2 separate regions of the Rattus norvegicus genome follow, and region 1 is linked to region 2. The links are chromatin contacts, called in public Hi-C maps. All regions are on one chromosome and are shown on one strand. The core of a region is the stretch at or near the end of the contact, and the rest is flanking DNA. Distances in the headings are between cores, read along the strand shown.

Region 1 (2,700 bases), core at 165-2,664, 140 kb before region 2:
CTTAATCTTATAACCGTGACCGCCTAGGTGTGAAGGCCTTTAGTTACAGGAAGTCTCTCATCTTTCATCATCAGGTGGTCGCTCTAGGCTCTCCAGCACCCCTAACTTCCACTCATGAGCTGAAATTTCCCTGGAGGCTCTGGGGAAAGCATCCTTCCTTCCGTACTCTAAGAAGTTGCTAGGAGGGAGTGAGAATGGATGCTACCCTGCTGGCAAATTGAATCAAACTCATGCACCAAGCTCACAGATAAGTCCCGCAGAAGAGTCCCTCAGCTGCTGCACCGGACCTCCTCCAGCTTCTGCAAACTTTCAGATTCCCATCGGGCAAAGGAGCCACCTTAGAAAGTAGAGCAAGGAACCCCTGGTACTGCTTCATTCTCCGAGCACCTTACTGAGACGAAGAACAGGACCACTCCTAACTAAATAGCAAAGGGAGCCGCAGGTGCCAAGTATTTATCTTCCTCCCGAAGCAATCTGCTGGGTCGACTGTGAAGTTATTTATTAAGCCATACAATTACAAGCCCTGGGCTTCCAGTAAGCAGCTTTTATTTTGAAGGCCATTCCTGCCGCTGGTTTAAGTGGAAATAAAAGCACTCTCACAGTGTATTGGCTTTTAAAGCTGTCAGAGTCCCAAGAGCCATCAAATAACCCACATCCAAGGAGAGGGCAAGATTGTTTTTTGTTGTTGTTGCTTGGTTGTAGTCAGGGATCACATTTCCTGAATAAAAACAGTCTTCACTTTTTCAACACGCGTTTCAAATGCATTTTATTTATGAGGATGTGTGTATGTCTGCTTATCCGTACGTGTGCCAAGTAGATGCAGATGCCCCCAAGGAAGCCAAAAGATGATGTGGGATCCTCTGGAACTGGAGCCAGAGAGAGGAGCTTGTGAGCAGCAATGTGGTACGGGCTAGGGGTGGGGGCGCAAACCCTAGTCCTCTGCAACAGCGACCATTTCTCTTAACTGCGGAGCCATCTCCCAGGTGCCAACACCAGTGTTTGTAGCAATAACAGTTAAAGACCTGTGGAAGGTTTTCTAACGTCAAAACTCCTTCCCTTGGCTCCAGTCTTTCCACTGGAAGGAAAAAAAGGGTATCCTCAGAGCTCTGTCCTCCTTGGTATGCAATCCTATCTAGCCCTGACACAGGAGAGGGAGAAGTCTTACTCTGACTCGGAGGAGCAGCAGCCTTCTGCTCCTGGGGCAGGACTCCAGCATTCTCTGATTTGGCAAAGGGCCACCCCTGCTAGCCATCCTCCCGCCCCAATCCCATTATCCCATTGTTCAGCCCCTCTGAGCCCACCCCAACCCCCTAACTCCAAGGCCCGGGAATTTCCCCAGCATCTTCAAGCTCCAGTTTCCTGGCCGAAGGAAGAGAAGAGCGCAGATAAAAGGGGTGCCGCGGGCTGGAGAACACCACAGTGCTCTATAGAGCCCCAATCTCCACACCTCCTCCAGCATATCCCGAACCGGTGCTTCCTGGTCCCCGGATCCTGTCCACAATGAGCTTCCAGCTCCGCAGCTCCGCCCGCATCCCTAGCCGGTCCTGCTCGTCATTCACCCTGCTGGCATTTCTGCTGCTGTTCACACTGCCACAGCATCGAGCTCAAGGTGAGGGCGCAGCACCTGCGTGGAGCAGGGTGCCCGACACACCCCAGCGGGCCATCGCAGTCAGCTGGTCCCAGGAGCGGGGAAAGGGCTCTCCCAGCACCGTCCTATAATCTTGTCTCCTCCGCAGCTGCTCCTTTCTCGGCCATGGTTGCAACGGAGCTACGCTGTGTTTGCTTAACCTTAGCTCCAAGAATTAACCCCAAAATGATCGCTAATTTGGAGGTGATCCCTGCAGGTCCACATTGCCCCAAGGTGGAAGTCATGTGAGTTGTGATTTGCTCTGGGTGCGGGTGATCTTGGGAAATGGAAGTCCTTCTACCCCGTGGTCTTTAGTCACCCTGGCTCACCTGTGTGTCCTCTTTTTTTTCCCCCTCCGCAGAGCTAAGTTGAAGAACCAGAAGGATAATGTTTGTCTTGACCCAGAAGCTCCGTTGATAAAGAAAGTCATTCAGAAAATATTGGGCAGGTACTTGCTATCTTGGTCTCTGAGGTTTCTTGGTCTCTGCAGCGGGCAAGGTCGTTATTCTCCGTGTATGAGTTGGTGTTCTGGAACCACATTCTAAACTGGGCTTAGAACAAAAGGATTCAGAATGGAAAGTTGTTGTTCTGGGATGTTGCAATAACCCAGAATAACCCAGAACTACTCTCTCTCTCTCTCTCTCTCTCTCTCTCTCTCTCTCTCTCTCTCTCTGTTTGGCTAAACTGAAGAATTTTAGTAACTGATACAATTCTTTCCTCAACAGTGAAAATAAGAAAACAAAGCGGAATGCACTTGCACTGGTCAGATCAGCCAGTACTCAATAGAAAGATTTCTGAGGACTCTGTACCCAGGGAAGGCAAGAAAGAAGGGCTGGTTCTCCCCACCTGCGGTTTTTCTTTATGAACTCCCTGCTTTGAAGAGGAAAGAGAAGTCACTGTCCCTGAAGCTTCCTGCTCATTTTAGGAGTGTATTTTAGCAAAATGTTTCCTAGTCTTTCCTATCTATTATACTATTGGAAACTGTGGTATTTTAGTGTGTAAGTCAAGAATCATTGATGGTTAACCTTTCAAAATGTCTTGAATTGAAGGTGACTATTGCATTGTGTCTTCAG
Region 2 (2,700 bases), core at 80-2,579:
TGACGCCCCCCCCCCCCCCCCCCAGCCATAAGATTATTTTCCTTGCCACTTCACAACTGTGATTTTGCTGCTGCTGTGGCTTGTAAAACCTGCGTTTTCTGAAGGTCTCAGGTGACCCCTGTGAAAGGCTCTTTCAACCTCCCAAAGCAGCCATGACTAAAGATTGAGAACCATTGCTCTAGACAGGAAAAACACAATTTCCCCATTTTGTAACTGAATTGATTCGAATATCTGGATTTACTGCATGGTCATTGTTGTAACCAAATCGGTGTTGTAACGGTGTAAAGACAGATATTATAAATCAAGAGAATAGAACAGAAGGTCCAGAAGTAAGTCATCTAATTTTTGACAAAAATAGTCAACAATATGTGGGAGAAAAGATGACCTCTATATCTAATGATGCTTGAGATTAAAAACCTTAATGTACAAACAGAAACAGGATTTGGTGGATAGTCAAGTGTTTGTTGTGAAAACATGGGGTCCTGAGTTCAGATTCCCAGAGCCCATTTAAAGCTAGAGGTTGGTGTATGTTTTGTCTCTTTGTATATTTGGGGTACAAGTTTACATCAAGTATTTTGCAAACACCCCACCCCCACCGCAACTTTTCCCTTGGCTTTTCATTCTCTTAACAGATTTCTTTTTCCCACAGCAGAAATTTTAAAAACCTTTTACACATTGTGATAAAGTGTTCTATATAATGTCTCCATGCCAAGATTTTCTTCCATGTTTAATCGCCCCTTCTACCAGCCAGATGATGCACCGCTGTTTTTGACAGGATTTTCACAGAACAAGATCTCTAACATTTGGGACTTTCCATAACAAGTTCCCCCAGTCAGACAGCAGCTCTGAAACAAACCATGCTCCTCACAACACAGCCACAGCTTGACCTTGGGAGTAGTATTTCCTGTTAGCTTTGGGGCTGATTTGACTCGCAAATCTCTGGCTCTAATTTTTGCTTTCGCCTTGCAAACCCCCTCTGCTTGAAGGGACCATAAACTCTGGGAGTGCAACGTATCTTTCTGGAAGTGTCAAGGATGCTGCAGAGTCATAGAAATCCTAAGGCCATCTTTGTTTCTCCCTCTCCTTGAGTCTCTTTCTCAATACGTCCTAAGGTCACACAGGGAGTCAAAAGCAAGACTTGAAACAACTTTACTGCTCCAAGTTGTGCTCCCCGTAACCATGGAAACCAGACCAGGGACCAGAGCTGGGCAGAGGGGCGTGCAGCCTGCAGGAACCGCAGAGGCCTTCCCTGCACTCCTTGGCTACAGCGCGCGGGTCGCAGCCGAGTCGCCCGCCACCCCGCGGCCACCAGCGGCGCACCCGCTTCCTCGGGGCTCCGCCCCGCCCCGCGCCCCGGAACCCTGCTGAGGGCCCCGGACGTGTCGCAGAGCTGACCGCAGGACCCCCGGAGGCGGACGGCGAGGCATGGCGACGCGGGCCCGTGGCTTGTCGCTGCTCCGGGGCCGCCTGGGCCGAGGGCCTGCGCGAGCCCCGGGCGTAGCGGAGCGCGCGTGGCGGGGCTTCGGGAGCAGCAGCCGAAGGTAGGAGCTGCGGGCAGGGGACGGGCGCGGGGCGGAGCACGCGGAGCACGCGGAACGGTGGCGGGGCCTGCGGAGGCCCCGGGTGGCCGCAGTGAAAGGAGCTCAGGCGAAGGGCGGCGGGCATGGGCAGCTCGCTCGGACCCAGGGCTTTGTTCAGGCTGTTCTTGTGCGAGCAGGAGTAGGCGCTGTGGAGTCCAGCGTTTCGGTTTGTGTTCCTTTGTCACCAGCTTTGCTGAAGTCTTTCCCTCCCCTGAATGTCTGAATGGTTTCATGAAACTGCAGTGCGGGCCTCTCAGCTTGTAGGGTGGGCGCTTGCCAGCCTTCGGATTTGGTTGCTGGCCGGGAAAATGAAAGAGACCTTGGTGCCCAGGAACAGGCCATTCTGCCTCATCTTCCCTTGTGTGCTGGAGAACCCAACCTATGGAACAGCAACAATTCAGGGTCTTGCCCAGGGCCTTCGAGTTCAGAAAAACTCGTTTGTAAACTTTCAGGACTTCCAGTATTGTACATTAGCTGCTTTCTTAGTGGACTGGAGACTCGCTCGTCAGTTTAATATTCACTTTGCGACCTCAAGGAAAGTTAGTGCTGTGCCCATAGATGCTGTTTAATTTAAATGAACTTCCCAGCATGCATATTTGGATAGTAATCTCGAGTCACTTGGATTTAAGGTACTTTCTGTGGTTTTAACTTCGGAAATGGTTTATAGTGACTAGGTCTAGAGAAGAGGAGACGCAACAATGATAGTGGTTCAGAAATCTGTTGCCATACACTGCTGGGCTGTGGTAGCGTTGGGATTTGTTGTTTCGCTTGACATTGCTAGAATGCTCTGCTCCCTTGGAAGAACAGATTCGGAAGGGTTCTGTTAGCAATCTGTAATGGAAGGGATTATTTACTAACAGTATTCTATTTAAATCCTTATCCTTGGACTTTCAAGTTTTTGTGCTTCCCTCTAAAGTAAAGATAATCTTGGTGTCAGTGTACAAGTTGATTAATGTCCCCACCCCCATTTGCTCCATGCCCAGTGCCCACTGAAACAACACTTACAACCCCGATATTTAGTTGTAACCGCATGCTCCACACCCATGAACATATAGATATTCATCCACGCAGGGAAATTTCCCTGCGTATTTTCGTCTGGTGGCAAGCCCTGGGTTTGAAC

What was found. Hi-C and Micro-C count contacts between places; a contact is called where the count stands out from the background.
Region 1: a Hi-C map of kidney shows a contact between it and region 2, with 2.5 times the contacts expected there. The contact joins the promoter of Cxcl6 here to the promoter of Mthfd2l in region 2. A contact is called at or near these places in 3 of 12 Hi-C or Micro-C datasets (the A7r5 cell line and kidney).

What each region holds. Positions count from the first base shown.
Region 1 is chr14:17,595,131-17,597,830 of GRCr8, reverse strand. Cxcl6 (C-X-C motif chemokine ligand 6) reads left to right here and starts at 1,414. Exons shown (of 4, transcript NM_022214.2): 1 at 1,414-1,609; 2 at 1,737-1,872; 3 at 1,989-2,075; 4 at 2,353-2,700. The coding sequence starts at 1,501. The coding sequence ends at 2,413.
Region 2 is chr14:17,452,849-17,455,548 of GRCr8, reverse strand. Mthfd2l (methylenetetrahydrofolate dehydrogenase (NADP+ dependent) 2-like) reads left to right here and starts at 1,329. Exons shown (of 8, transcript NM_001107211.2): 1 at 1,329-1,541. The coding sequence starts at 1,426.